Regions from separate parts of the Mus musculus genome. Here regions 1 and 2 are each linked to region 3. Evidence: chromatin contacts called from public HiChIP or PLAC-seq data. All regions are on one chromosome and are shown on one strand. Each heading gives the region's core, a stretch centred on a gene start, on an enhancer-like site or on the middle of the called end of the contact. The rest is flanking DNA. Distances are from core to core; before and after follow the strand shown.

Evidence for each region. HiChIP or PLAC-seq counts read pairs in DNA pulled down with a chosen protein or histone mark.
Region 1: a FOXA1 HiChIP or PLAC-seq map of pancreatic cancer cells shows a contact between it and region 3. The contact joins the enhancer-like site here to the promoter of Uqcrfs1 in region 3. A contact is called at or near these places in 5 of 39 promoter capture datasets (the 3T3-L1 cell line, embryonic stem cells, liver and 1 more), 23 of 484 Hi-C or Micro-C datasets (the AML12 cell line, the AtT-20 cell line, the C2C12 cell line and 12 more), 6 of 115 datasets of contacts at active chromatin or transcription factors (the SCID.adh cell line, epiblast stem cells, fibro-adipogenic progenitors and 3 more) and 1 of 9 other capture datasets (embryonic stem cells).
Region 2: a contact with region 3 is called in a FOXA1 HiChIP or PLAC-seq map of pancreatic cancer cells. The contact joins the enhancer-like site here to the promoter of Uqcrfs1 in region 3. A contact is called at or near these places in 1 of 39 promoter capture datasets (hippocampal neurons), 1 of 15 datasets of contacts at CTCF or cohesin (CD8 T cells), 2 of 484 Hi-C or Micro-C datasets (bone marrow-derived macrophages and nephron progenitors), 7 of 115 datasets of contacts at active chromatin or transcription factors (CD8 T cells, the SCID.adh cell line, bone marrow-derived macrophages and 3 more) and 2 of 9 other capture datasets (adipose tissue and liver).

Annotation. Positions count from the first base shown.
Region 1 is chr13:30,366,042-30,370,172 of GRCm38.p6, reverse strand. The region is part of intron 2 of Agtr1a (angiotensin II receptor, type 1a); the gene reads right to left. Among named protein-coding and RNA genes, the nearest start is that of Agtr1a, 32 kb to the right of the region's middle. Within about 2 kb of position 1,317, at least 23 of the 459 cell types and tissues checked have an H3K27ac peak or open chromatin away from gene starts, as enhancers often do. A contact at or near this core is called in brown adipocytes, embryonic fibroblasts, pancreatic cancer cells and 1 more, where this site is marked.
Region 2 is chr13:30,780,021-30,784,212 of GRCm38.p6, reverse strand. No RefSeq gene overlaps it. Among named protein-coding and RNA genes, the nearest start is that of Irf4, 33 kb to the right of the region's middle. Within about 2 kb of position 1,887, at least 49 of the 459 cell types and tissues checked have an H3K27ac peak or open chromatin away from gene starts, as enhancers often do. A contact at or near this core is called in pancreatic cancer cells, where this site is marked.
Region 3 is chr13:30,542,801-30,547,052 of GRCm38.p6, reverse strand. It overlaps Uqcrfs1 (ubiquinol-cytochrome c reductase, Rieske iron-sulfur polypeptide 1), which reads left to right and starts at 1,737. Exons shown (of 2, transcript NM_025710.2): 1 at 1,737-2,019. The coding sequence starts at 1,806.

The sequences.
Region 1 (4,131 bases), core at 68-2,567, 180 kb after region 3:
GTCAGCGCCATCTTGTGACGGCGAATGTGGGGGCGGCTTCCCACAACCTTCTTTTAGCCTTCTTTCTGCAGGTGAAGAAGTTACAGTCCCTATCTGAGTGGTTAGTTTCCAGCCCCGTTATTGTTAAGTAGCCCTGATTAGGGCTCAGTGAGGGCCAATTAGGAAAGCTGTTTCTCTGACCTTGGTAGAGTCCTGACATTCCAAGGAATCCCAAAACAAAAACACTAATGCAGTGGGAGGGTCAGTCACCTGGTTAACCCAAGAAAGCAGGACCACCCCTAGGAATGCAGATTCCCCCAGAAGCGTAAAGAGACAGGAGGAAAGAACGTTCATCTCCAGAATGAGAAGTTTTCTTCCCAGGATTCCTGCCTTCTGGGGCAGTCCAGGAGAGTCTGGGGTTCTGTGGGGTCTGTCTATCTTATCTATTGAGTCCTGACTCCAGTAGGCATACCTTTGCCTCTTCTTGCTTTTCTGCCTTTCTTTTGGGTGCTATCCAGAACTCAAGGAGTCTCTATCTAGTGCCCTGGGCTTCTGCACTCTTCCTCCCACACTTATTATGGAACTTCTTGTCTGTCACTTGGGCTGACCTTCATGTTCACCCAAATAGCATGGCTGTCTTCTTTTTCAGCTCCTGTAATTGGCCTATCTGGTGGGAATGAACATACATATTCTGTATGCTTCTCTCTTTGGCTACCTGACTACTGAAAAAAAAATGAAGTAAAAAAAAAATTACAATTTTCCCCCCAGGAATTTCCTGCTGTGAGTGGAAGCAAGTGTCCTGGAGAAAGACTTCCCTCACAGGCGAGACTTGAGGCTGAGGCTGAGACATCGATAGCAGTGGGCATGGGACCACACTCTGGCATATACTTATCTCTTGTTTTCGATGAAATTCTACTCTTCAGGTTAGGATCCTGAAGATGGACTCCAGAAGGGTCACTGGATCTCTTTGTCCCTGAGGCTACATTGAATGAATCCCCTTTTTCAGTTTTACCTTTAGTTTGGCTCCTTTTGTTGACTTATTGAGGATAAATGGCAGAACTTGGCTGGTTCTGCACAAACCATGACCCCCTAAATCCAGTGACTACTGTGAGAAAAATGGGGTTTTGTTGTTTTACTTTTCCACTAAAGATGGCTAGCCCACTGAGGGCTAGTATTCTCTGTTAACCTCTCTCGGCTTGAGAAACTCTTCCATCTTTGTCTGTTTGCCCAAGTCCTGGATGCCAGGCATTCCTGAGACTTGACTCTATCACACCCTTCCCTTTCGCTCCAATTCTGAATTATCCAATTGTGTCAGTTTATTAGGTCAAGCTCCCACCAAGAGGGTGACAAACAGTCACCACCCTGTGATAGGATAAACACTATGTGACCTCTCCCCCACCTCTTTGTGCTCCCTTGGTTTGGATTGTTAAGAAACCTTTTTCAAAAGTAGATTGCCTTGACAAGTTACTTTCTCTTTGCGCCTGTGTCCCTTTGTCCAACACTAGGAATATAGGGCTATTCTTTTCCAACACACCCCCACCTGTGACACTATAAAAAACTCTTCCCCTGTCATCTGGGAACTTCGGTTCTTTCAATTCTCAGAACATGAACCCAGAAGCCACTGGCTCAGGGCAGCTTTTGGTGGCCATCAATTTCCCAGGCCACTAGGCTCCAAGAAAGGCTCCTTTGTCCTAAAAAAGATGCCCCAACATTCCTACTTCATTTCCTTGTCCCTCTCACGAAACCTATACACCCTGAACCCTTCTCTTCTGTCGATTGCAGAGCCATTAGAATCCACACACAAACACTGTCCGCTCTGCATGCCCCATTCTCTGCGAAGCTTTCCCAACCTCTCTACATAGCTCTGGAACGTTGGTTATAGCTCTTGACACTTTAATCATCTTGACATATTTGTTTTCCCCATTGGTCTGCCAGCTGCTGGAGAAGAGGCCTGTTCTGAATCATCTTGTTTACTACTGTAAGCCCTGCGATAGTCTGGGGTGGGGGTGGGGGGCAGATGATAAACGTCTCTTCAACGAGAGACCATGCTATCAGGGAACACAGAGTCCCCTCTGCAGGGTCTTACTCTCAGATTTAAAAACAGACCCAGAAGGAACCCAGAGGGCAATTTTATTAGAGTATGGGAGGAAAAACAACTATCCTCGCACAAGCTAGGGACCTTGGAAGCTTCTGGAAGACAGAAGACAGAAAGATGAGGATAGAAAGCCGGGGTTTTTTAGTTAGAGTCAAACAAGCAGGTGGAATCAGCATGGAGGTCTGAGAGAGTTTCCTGGGCTAAAGGGTATCCCTGGGAGAAATGGCAGAACAAGCACATAGGACTGTCATTAGTGTCTGAAACAGGGAGCCAGAAAGAGGAAAATGAAAAGACTTCATGTTCAGTGTGAGACCTCAGAGTTTAGGGCAGGTTTAACACAGAGAGTCTGTACCCACAATGGAGGGGTTTCTGAGCTCTGTATCTCATTATGAGGATAATTTCCCCATTTATCTTAGTGTGTCTTCAGATGTGTCTCTTTGAGATTCCAGAAAGGACCAGATTTTTCTTTTCTGGTCCAGTCTATTTGCTACTTTCTATGCTGTATTTGTTTGTTTATTTATTTACATTATCCAGCCGTTGCCCCCCCCCCCCCCAGCCCCGGGGCTCCCCCTCCCAAGATTCCTCATCCTATTCCTCCTCTTCCTTGCCTCCAAAAGAATGCTACCTCCACCAGACCTCCCCCTTCCCTGGAGCCTCAAGTCTCTCCAGGGTTAGGCAAATCTTCTCCCACTGAGGTCAGACCAGGTAGTCCTCTGCTACATATCTGCCCGGAGTTGGGATGGGGGCCTTGGACCACCCCAACTGTGTATGCTCCCTGGTTGGTGGCTTAGTCTCTGGGAGCTCCCTGGGGTCCAGGTTAGTTGAGACTGCTGGTCTTTCTATGGGGTCACCCTTTCCTTCAACTTCTTCAATCCTTCTCCTAATTCAATCATAGGGGTCCCTGACTCCAGTACAATGGTTGGGTATAAGTATCTGCATCTGTCTCAGTTAGCTGTTGATAAGGGTAGGGCCTATCAGAGGACAGTCATGCTAGTCTGTACGCACATCATAGCATCAGTAATAGTGTCAGGCCTTGGTGCCACCCTACCCCACCCCATTCTGCCCCATGAGATGGATCTCAAGTGAAGCTGGTCATTGAACCACCTTTCCTTCAGTCTCTTCTCCATTTTTGTCCTTGCAGTTCTCTCAGACAGGAACAATGCTTCTTGTACCTTCACTGACACCTCTTGTTTTAGGTTAGGGAAATTTTCTTCTATTGTTTGTTTGTTTGTTTATCTTGTGGTTTTGACCTGGGTTTCTTCTCCTTTCTCCATTCCTATTATTCTTAGATTTACTCTGTTCATTGTGTCTCAGCTTTCCTGTTTTGTGCTTGGATTTTTTTTCAGAGTTCTCATTTTCCTTGACCGAGCCATACATTTCCTCTACCATGTCTTCAATGCCTGAGATTCTCTCTTCCATGTCTTTGTGCACACTGTTGCTGAAGCTTACCTGGGAGGGTTTTGTATGACTTCCTCAATTTTTCATTTCCAGTTTTACCTCACTTTGGGTTTTTATTTAGCAATTCTATTTCTACTTTCATGTCTTGAACTGTTTTCTTCCCTTCATTACACTGTTTGTGTATAGATTTCAGTAATGGACTTATTCACATCCTCCTTAAGGTCCTTGAACATTCATAATGGCTATTTTTAAGTCCTTGTCTTGCTTCAGCTATATTGCATTTCTCAGGGTCAGCTGTGGCAGGGTTGCTGGCTTCTGCTGGGGACATGTTGTCTTGGGTAATTCTGGTTTTTTTGGGGGGGTGGGGGGAGCTGGTGTCCAGGCCATCTAGAATAGGCCATCATGATTTGTTTCCATGGTTTTTGTTGGCCTCTCTGGATCTTAGGGAAATGCAGTAGCTATGGGTTGCCTGGTAAGAATGCTTCTCAGTCCTTGCCAGGTGTGGGCACTAGGAGTACCAAGTAGATTGTGTTTCTAGATATCCCAGGATGACACAAAGGAATGAGGATGAACTAGAAGAGGGAGCTGAGAGTGTCTGTAGGAATGAGGAAAGTTGGGTCCACTGCAAGTTTTGGTGGCATCTCGGGGGACAATGGCAG
Region 2 (4,192 bases), core at 638-3,137, 240 kb before region 3:
CTCCCTTGGCGCAGGGAAGCCTAGTCACTCTGGCTGCAGGGCTGTGATTACAGGCCCCTGAGCGCTGCTGTGGCCAGGTTCACGTTTTGCGCCGTTACCCTAACGAGATGCCACCTTTAATTTTAGCTAATAAGGTAGAGATCTGAAGAAGATAGAAAAACTAAAGGTAAGTGCTCCTGTCCTGTCCTTCTGAGGATGTGGACCTCCTCGAAACCCAGGTTGGTTAAAGTCTCCCCGCTGCACCTGTCTGTAACTTTTAAACCAGCATCCACAGTCACGATGAGATTATCAAGCAGAGCAGCTGCCTTGGAGAACAGTAAAACCACTCCTCTGGATTAAAGGTGGGCTTACTATGTACTACAGCTGAGGGCATACCCAAACAAGCTGCAGGCGGGAGTCTGTGATGGCCACCCTGGTCCCCTCCCAAAGGTACATAGCAGCATTACTTACAATAACCAAAGACGAAAGCCATACACACACACACATCGGTCAGCGGCCAGACTGATAAGCAAAATGTAGCAAGCAGTAGGATGCTACTGGGCCATGAAAGGAAGGAAATTCTTGCCCATGCTACATAACAGCATGGATGAAACTTGAGGTCCTTGTGACCCAAGCTATAGGACAGTCAAAAAGGGGAAACATTGATATGAAACTGCTAGAGGAGTTAAATTTGTGGAAATGCAAGGAAGAATGGAACTCGCCAGGGGTCTGGGTCGGGGGGGGGGGGGAGATGAGGGTTTGGGTTTAACCAGTGCAGAGCTTTAGTTTGGAAAGAGGAAAAGGTCCTGATGGTGGATGGTGGTGACAAAGTCACAGCCACTTGGCTGGGTTTAATGCCACTAAACTGAGTAATTAAAAATGGCCAGGATGATGGACACATTTTAATACACATGTATTTTAAAAGTTGGAGCACACATTTCCTCCGTCTTGTATTCTCTACATGCAGCCCAGAGCCTGATGCTCTTCACCTCTTTCTAGAGAGGACACAATGCATTCTCTTAACCTGTACAACACTTGCTGGGGAGACCAGCCAAATACCATGCGGGGCATGACAGCCGGTGGCAAGAGGTTTAGGTGTGATGGTGAAACCAGGGATGGACAGTCTTCTGCATCACCACAGGAGACATCTGTAGCGTAGCTGGTATTTTCCAATCAGAGCTGAGGCCAGGGCCAAGCTGAGACAGTGGCCAGAAGTCACTGGTTCTACTTGGAGGGTCTCCCCATCTATGAGTGGGACCCAGCCTAAGCCGTCCCTCTAGGAGACTGTTGAAGCGCAACTCCAGGTCCCGACAGAGGATGCAGGTTCCAGCACATGAGAAGAGGTAGCAGAACGGAGAGTATTGATCTCCTGAATATCCGCATTCTAGCCCTGGGCCAGAGATGCAGCTTCTGTAGCCTCCACCCATCAGTGCCTCGGGCTGATAGAGATTCCTGTCTTTCCCCTCCTCACTCGCTCACCTAATCAAAACCAAATGAGGCTGCTAGCAGGGAAACAGCCTCTAGTGTTTCAGTTCATGCCAGTATCAATGGCCAAGGATCTGGGGAACCACAGAGCGTTTCTAATAACTGAAGAACTGTGTGTGACCCGGGCGTTTTCCCCTTACAAGCTGACAGTTGATCAGCAGAGAATGAAAATGCAGTCATTGAAATGAGTCAGAGCTCAGCCTTTTCACTTGGCCACTCTTGCCTCTATCTGACCCCAGGACCACAGCCTTTTCATGTATGTCTTCCCCGCCCGGCCCAGCCACAGGACTCCCCAGCCTAAGGTATGCACAGTTACCACACTTCGTGAGGAAGGGGCAGAATAAACACAAACGATCCCTGTGTATCCTCGCTACAACGAAGTGACTGTTTCTAACAATGCAACTCTCACTGTGATGATACAATGTTTATTCCCTGGGCACAATCTGAGGTCTACTCAAATCATATGTCTAGGACCAGCTGACTTCTCCCTAAATACACTGGCCATGTCTGGAGATTCTGCCCCTTTCTTTGAGAGGCAGTTGTGGCCAGTCCAAGCCGGGGCTCTTTCTCACTATGCTCTTGGTTATTTTAGGCTTATCTCAGTGACTCACCAGTGAAATGTAACCCCAGTCAGTGGGTGGTCCCTGGGGTATTATAGCCTATCCCAGCACACAAGGTGCAGGTAGGGAGGAGGTCAGCTGCCCAGGACTCAAGTGTGGTTCTGGGGCTGGGCACTCACAAAGCCACTCAGAAGCCGGTGTTGTCATGAAGGGTGAAGCAAAACTGTGACTGAAGGACTTAGCCTGGCCCATGGTAAGCATGCTGCAGGGGCTGTGGGAGGCCTTTAGGTGCTGGGATTTGGGGATTTGTCCACACTGTCTAACTTTTCCTGGGGACTCCCATAGAGGGTGTCAAACCAAAAAAAAAAAAAAAAAAAAAGTCCCATGTATGGCTAGTTTGCTATTACAGAGTCAGGGGTGATTCAAAGGCAGCCACACCTCTGAAAAGCCACCCCAGCATGGGGGACAACTCACAAAAACTGCACCCCTGCAACTGTCTGCACAACTTGAAGTAGGGAGCCCTCTCTCCAACAATTCCTACTGCTTATGTAGCCTTAGGGAGGGGGCCCTGAACCACTTTTAAGTTCAAGAATTTCCTGAGACTTGTGAGTTCTTCCCTTCCTGAACCTTATAAATTGTTTACTTCTTAAGTCTTAATGAGCCTCCCTCTCGGACAGACTGTTTCAACTGGGAGAAAACAGTTCCAATGGTCTCACAAGAGAGAAACCAATGAAAGAGAAATCTAAAGGAATTAGTACCATAGGCAGATAACACAGGCTGGGGGGATGTTGGTCTCCAACCCCCATCCTTCCTGCTGCCCCTCAGTACACCACCTGATAGGTATCACTAGCCTAATGCCCTTTTGTAGAGGTGGAAACTTCTCCCTACATACCAACACACCAAGTAGAGGATGTTGCCCTGAGGAGAATCAGGATTCTGTAAAAAAAATAAATAAAGGGGTGTTGTAGAGTCAGGAGGGAAGGATAAGGGGAGAACACATTTGTAATCCAGCTCCCACCAGGATTCCCAGCCCCCAACAAGGAAAGACTTCACATTGGATATGTTCTCAGCTTCTGTATCTCAGAAGAGACCAGCAAACTGTGTTTGATGGGTGGGTGGTGGTGGTGGGGGGGGGGGTGAGAGAGTGACACTGATGGAACTTTTGGTGATGGCTGTCTGTGTTCGGCCTGTCCTTACCTTTCTTGACCTTTAAATGTCGATGTTCCCAAGTTGTCACAGTGATCTCTCCTCAATTTTTTTTGTTTTTCCCTTGTAAGTTTAGGATTGGCAATTTCTAGGGACTTTATTAGAAAAATGAATACTATGGCTGCCCTTGGAAGGGAAAAGGTTTTTTCTCCCCACCCCTAGCTCTGATGCTACTAGAAAAAGCTTACTTTTGATGTAGGCTGAAAGAAAACAGGAAAAGAGGAAGGAAGGGGGGAAGGAGGGAGGGAGAGAGGGTCAGAGGGAAAGGAAAGGAATGGGAAAAGGGAAGGGAAGGGAAGGGAAGGGAAGGGAAGGGAAGGGAAGGGAAGGGAAGGGAAGGGAAGGGAAGGGAAGGGAAGGGAAGGGAAGGGAAGGGAAGGAAAAAGGAAAGGAGGAAGGGACCGAGGAAGAAAGGAAGGGAGGGAGGGAGGGAGGGAGGGAGGGAGGGAGGGAGGGAGGAAGGAAGGAAGGAAGGAAGGAGGGAAGGAAGGAAGGAAGGAAGGAAGGAAGGAAGGAAGGAAGGAAGGAAGGAAGGAAGGAAGGAAGGAAAGAAAGATGGGTGAGCCTCCTAATGTGACTTTTCTGCTATGTAAGTGCTGGCCACTGCCTCCACCAAGCCCTGTGCAGTTTTGGTTTTTGTTGTTGTTGTTGTTTTGTTTTGTTTTGTTTTGCATCCTCTTGATGCCCTTTGAGACAAGCTACCACCACGCCAGCATCCTCCAGTCTGTTCTCTCGTTGCCATCCTTACCAACTTTGGCTCTTTCCAGAACACCACACCCATGAAGTCATGCATTGGAAATCCAGCTTCATTCACTTTAAGATGGATCCATGCGACCAGGTGTGTTCATGTCCATGCGACCAGGTGTGTTTATGTACCCCCTCCTCCTGGCACTCAGGAGTCTAAGGCAGGAGGGTTGTGAGTTTCAGGCCAGCCTGCTTCAAAATATCCAAAGACAAGAAAC
Region 3 (4,252 bases), core at 488-2,987:
CTTGAAAACGTTTCAGTAAGATGCAATGGGCCATCCTGGCTCTTGTAGGAGAACTGGCCTCTGACATCCTCAAAAACTGATGACGAACAGACCTATGCCTGGCCCTGGCTCGTCCTTGTTGGGTGGTTTCTCAGCTGAGGCTGTCTGTCCAGGGCCAGCTCAGATGTATATGGTGTCATATGCATCTGGAAAGCTCCATGGTCCATCTCTTGTCAAGCACTGGCACCACCAGCAGCAGTTGGCATCTAGCTGGGGATTTGGTTCCATCATGAGACAGAGCCACAGGCAGGGGCAGTTTGGGGTGAAGACTTCCATCTGGAGATTCAGCTGAGAGAGAAAAGGTTAGATTGATCTCTGCCATGGTGGATATTCACTCCTGGTTCCTTAGGTGAGATCTACATGGAGTGCATGCTTCTCTGGGGTTATCCCAGGTCCTGTCCCTGTTCAGAACATAACTGAATGAAGTGACAGTGACAAGAAAGGACCCAGACTAGGCAGCAAGTATCCTCCCTGGCTAAGGACACCTGCAATCATTCCTCTGTGAGGGCCCGGATCTCCTGGGTGTTGTTTTACATTGCTGCTATAACAAACATAGTGTCTTAAAACAACACAACTACATTGTTTTACAATTCCAAAGGTTTAGAAACCAGCCAAGGTCCTAGAGTCCATGTATTATACAAGCATCATATCACAATCATGCCAGAGTGTGCAGTGCTTAAATTCTTAGTTTTTTTTTTTTACTGTTTTTTCTTTTTAAACCCTAAAAGAATAAACGAAGTATTTGGTATAGAGAAAGTTGTATGGATGAGAACTTCATTCTTTGAAAGTGAATGCCATCTCTAAACTCAATTGTCTGTGTGAACTTGAAATCAAGGTTTGTTCTACTTGGAAAAGTGGAGATTTTCAAGTGTAAGAGGGATTAACGTTTATTAGCACCTCACAGAGACTTTGTTAGTGGTGTAGTCAGAACTGAAAGAGAAGTTAGAAAGTTGGCAGTTTTCTCACTATGTGAAGGAGAGTAAGAGTCCCTCCCTTTTGTACTGCTGAACATCACTTGGGAAACCCCACTTGTTCAGAAACAAACAAACAAACAAACAAACAAAAACCCCTCAGGGGTCTACAATACTCCACTGCTTCCTGGCAATCTATGCAGAGCAAAGGGTCTAAGGACCAGGTCCTTCACTGGTAAAATGCTGGTATCAATAGTGTTATTTCATCAAGATCATAATTACAAATGAACAACGAAGGAAACTACCAAATCAAAAGCGTAGTAGATCATGAATAATCGTAAGCCACCGTTTTGTTTTGTTTTGTTTTGTTTTGTTTTTGTCAAACCTTGCATATAGGTTTCTGGCTCTTTTGTTGTAAGAAGATCAAAATCGTCTTGGCAAAAGACAAAAAGCGGTTGGTATTTATTCTAGGTGATAGGCGTTAGGAAGTAGTAGTAGCCTGTTGTTTTTTTTTTTCTCATGCCTCGGTCGTCCCCGATTTAAGGTTTTGCCCTAAATGAAGGATCTCAATCACGACCACAAGAAATCCCTCCCGACTTCGGTTTTCCTGGGGCAGGGCGACCGAGTCAGACACCAGAGTGTCTCCAGGCCCTGCCCTTTCCTGCCCGGGCCCCAACCTGCGCCCGAAGCCACGCCCCCAACGCGGCGTCCCTCCCGATTCGCTCAACCTTGCGAAACGCCCTTTCCGGCGTCGCGCTGACGTCACAAACCCTGCGCCTCCCGCTCCTCTTCGGGCCGTCGTTCGAACGAAAGGTCGTCCCTGTGACCGACGAGGTGGTTTGAGCAGCTGTCGCCATGTTGTCGGTCGCCGCCCGCTCGGGCCCGTTCGCGCCCGTCCTATCGGCCACTTCCCGCGGGGTGGCGGGCGCGCTGCGTCCTCTGCTGCAAGGCGCGGTGCCCGCCGCCTCGGAGCCACCTGTTCTGGATGTGAAGCGACCCTTCCTGTGCCGCGAGTCCCTGAGTGGCCAGGCCGCAGCCCGGCCTTTGGTGGCCACGGTGGGCCTGAACGGTGAGCCGGCTTCGGAGTACCCCGATCTCGTTCCCTGCGGCGGCGGAGGGCGGTGTGCTGGGATGTGGTGGGCCGGCCGCGGCTACCTTGGCAGGCCGAGCGCTCCCCGGAGCAGGCGGGCTCACGGTGACGGGATGCTCCCGTAGCTGCATCCCCCAGGAGTCAGGAGCCGGTCTGCACGTCAGTCTGGGTTCCCTCCTCAGGCTTCACTTGACTTTCTTGATTAAGATCGGCCTCCCTGTATCATGGCTAAGATACTGTTAGTTACAGGAATTTGACCTTGGGCAAGTTTCCTCGATGTTACCACAACTTTGTAGGGGTGTTGTGAGTCTTACACTAGAGAATTCTATGTAAAGCCATTGGTACGGTTTAGACGATAAGTGTTCAAAATAGAAATTGAAACAACCATGTAGGAAGTTGTCAGTGTACTGGTACAGTCGCTTTTCAGCATCTTAACTCCCTAGCAGCCCCATCCCTATAGACACAAAACCAGCCCTGTCAGTTCCACTGTAGGGGATCAGCAGTGGTTTCAGATACCAGGCTCTACGGCTTTCATAATCTTACTTAGTCGTGAAGGCGAGGCAGTCAGAAATGATACTTTTTTTTTTTTTTAATACAGAAAACAGAGGTGAAGTGACCCACACAGTGGGAATCTATGCAGTGCGGTCTCTTCCTAGTTTATCTAAGTCTGCTTCACATTCCCTTGTGACTTAAAAATCTAGAAAGCTTTCTGGTGTCTCCTGAAATGTGGGAAGCTGCACTGGGCTCGTTTGGTTTCTGCTCCGATAGTTGACTGACTCTTCACTTTTTCAAGTAGATTAAACCTTGATTTCAAGTTCACAGGGACCATTGAGTTTAGAAATATCATTCACTTTAAAAGAATGAAGATCGCATCCATATAGCTTTCTCCTCTATACCAAGCAAAGTAACATACTATGATTGTTCAGTGTATTACCTACTTGGCACTGCTTGGGGTTGAGTTTATGACCTTTCTACATGTCAACCAAATTGCCTTCTTAGACAGCTTTTCACTCTGCATTCATTCTAATCCTGCCTCTCTGTCTGTCTGTCCTGCCTCTCTTTGAGGCAGGGTCTCACTATGTATCCTAGGCTGTCCTCAGACTCAAGGTCTTCCTGACTGTCTTCCCAGAGCCACCATGGTTAGCTTTTCCTGCAGATTTTTAATGATCCCCACTGGGTTTGCTGTTTATCTCTATTTTAGCCATTAACCTTAATGTCAGGTCAGATTACAAAGTTTACTTTTGCTGATATCTTGATGTCATTATAGCATGTTGACACTCTCCTCTCTATTGTTGAGACTTCTGGCCTTGGTTTAAAGCGGTAGAATAATAGCTCCTTAGTTTTTGTCTCCCATTATCAGGTTTTGTATACATTTGAGTCAAGATCTTTTTTCAGGGTAAATGTGAAGGGGCACTATTGGGTCTTTGAAAAACTTTTCAGGACAGAAGTGTAATAACTTACCTTGTTCTGAGTCTGTTTGGGTTAGGGGATCAGTAGGTAAGAAGTGAGGAAGAGAAAATTGCAGAGGTGAAAGCGTTACTTCAGTTTGTCAGATAGCCGAAAGGTTTCTGATAAAAATTGGTGGTGTGCCTGCTTCATGAAAGCATTTTCCAAACCAGACAATGTAGAAACAAAGCCAAAACCTTTCCTGAAATCATACTTTACATCGTAGCTTAATTGCCCGTTAAAATCCATCTGGGTGACTATGGAAAGATAGGTAGTGACAGAATGGGTGGATTCAGATTGAGAGTGTGTGGAGGAAAATGTCTGCATATGGGAAAATCTCTTTCATGCAGATTTCTAGGTACCTTGGCTTTACAACTACGAAAAGTTTACCTGCCTTAGATTTCCTCTATTTTGAGGTGATATTTCAATAACTGATCATGTATCATGTTGGAATTAAATTAAGCACCTATGCTTAATACAACTTGTGCAAATTATATAGGAAATGACTTTTGAAACAATTTCCTAAAGGTCCCTTGATTGATAATGGTGATGTGTAACTTGCTGTACAGAGAACAGTTGATAACTGGATTTTTTTGTCACCAAAACTCTTGCAAATGAGTCATTCTGTGTAGTGTTTTTAGTTACCTTGTATTGTTAGGAGGTGGTGGTTGTGGCTGCTGTTGAGTGTAAAACTCTGAACTTGGCTCCTTTCTGTTTTAGGTATGCAACATTTTTTTTTTTTTTTTTTAAGAGTGATTCCAGGCAT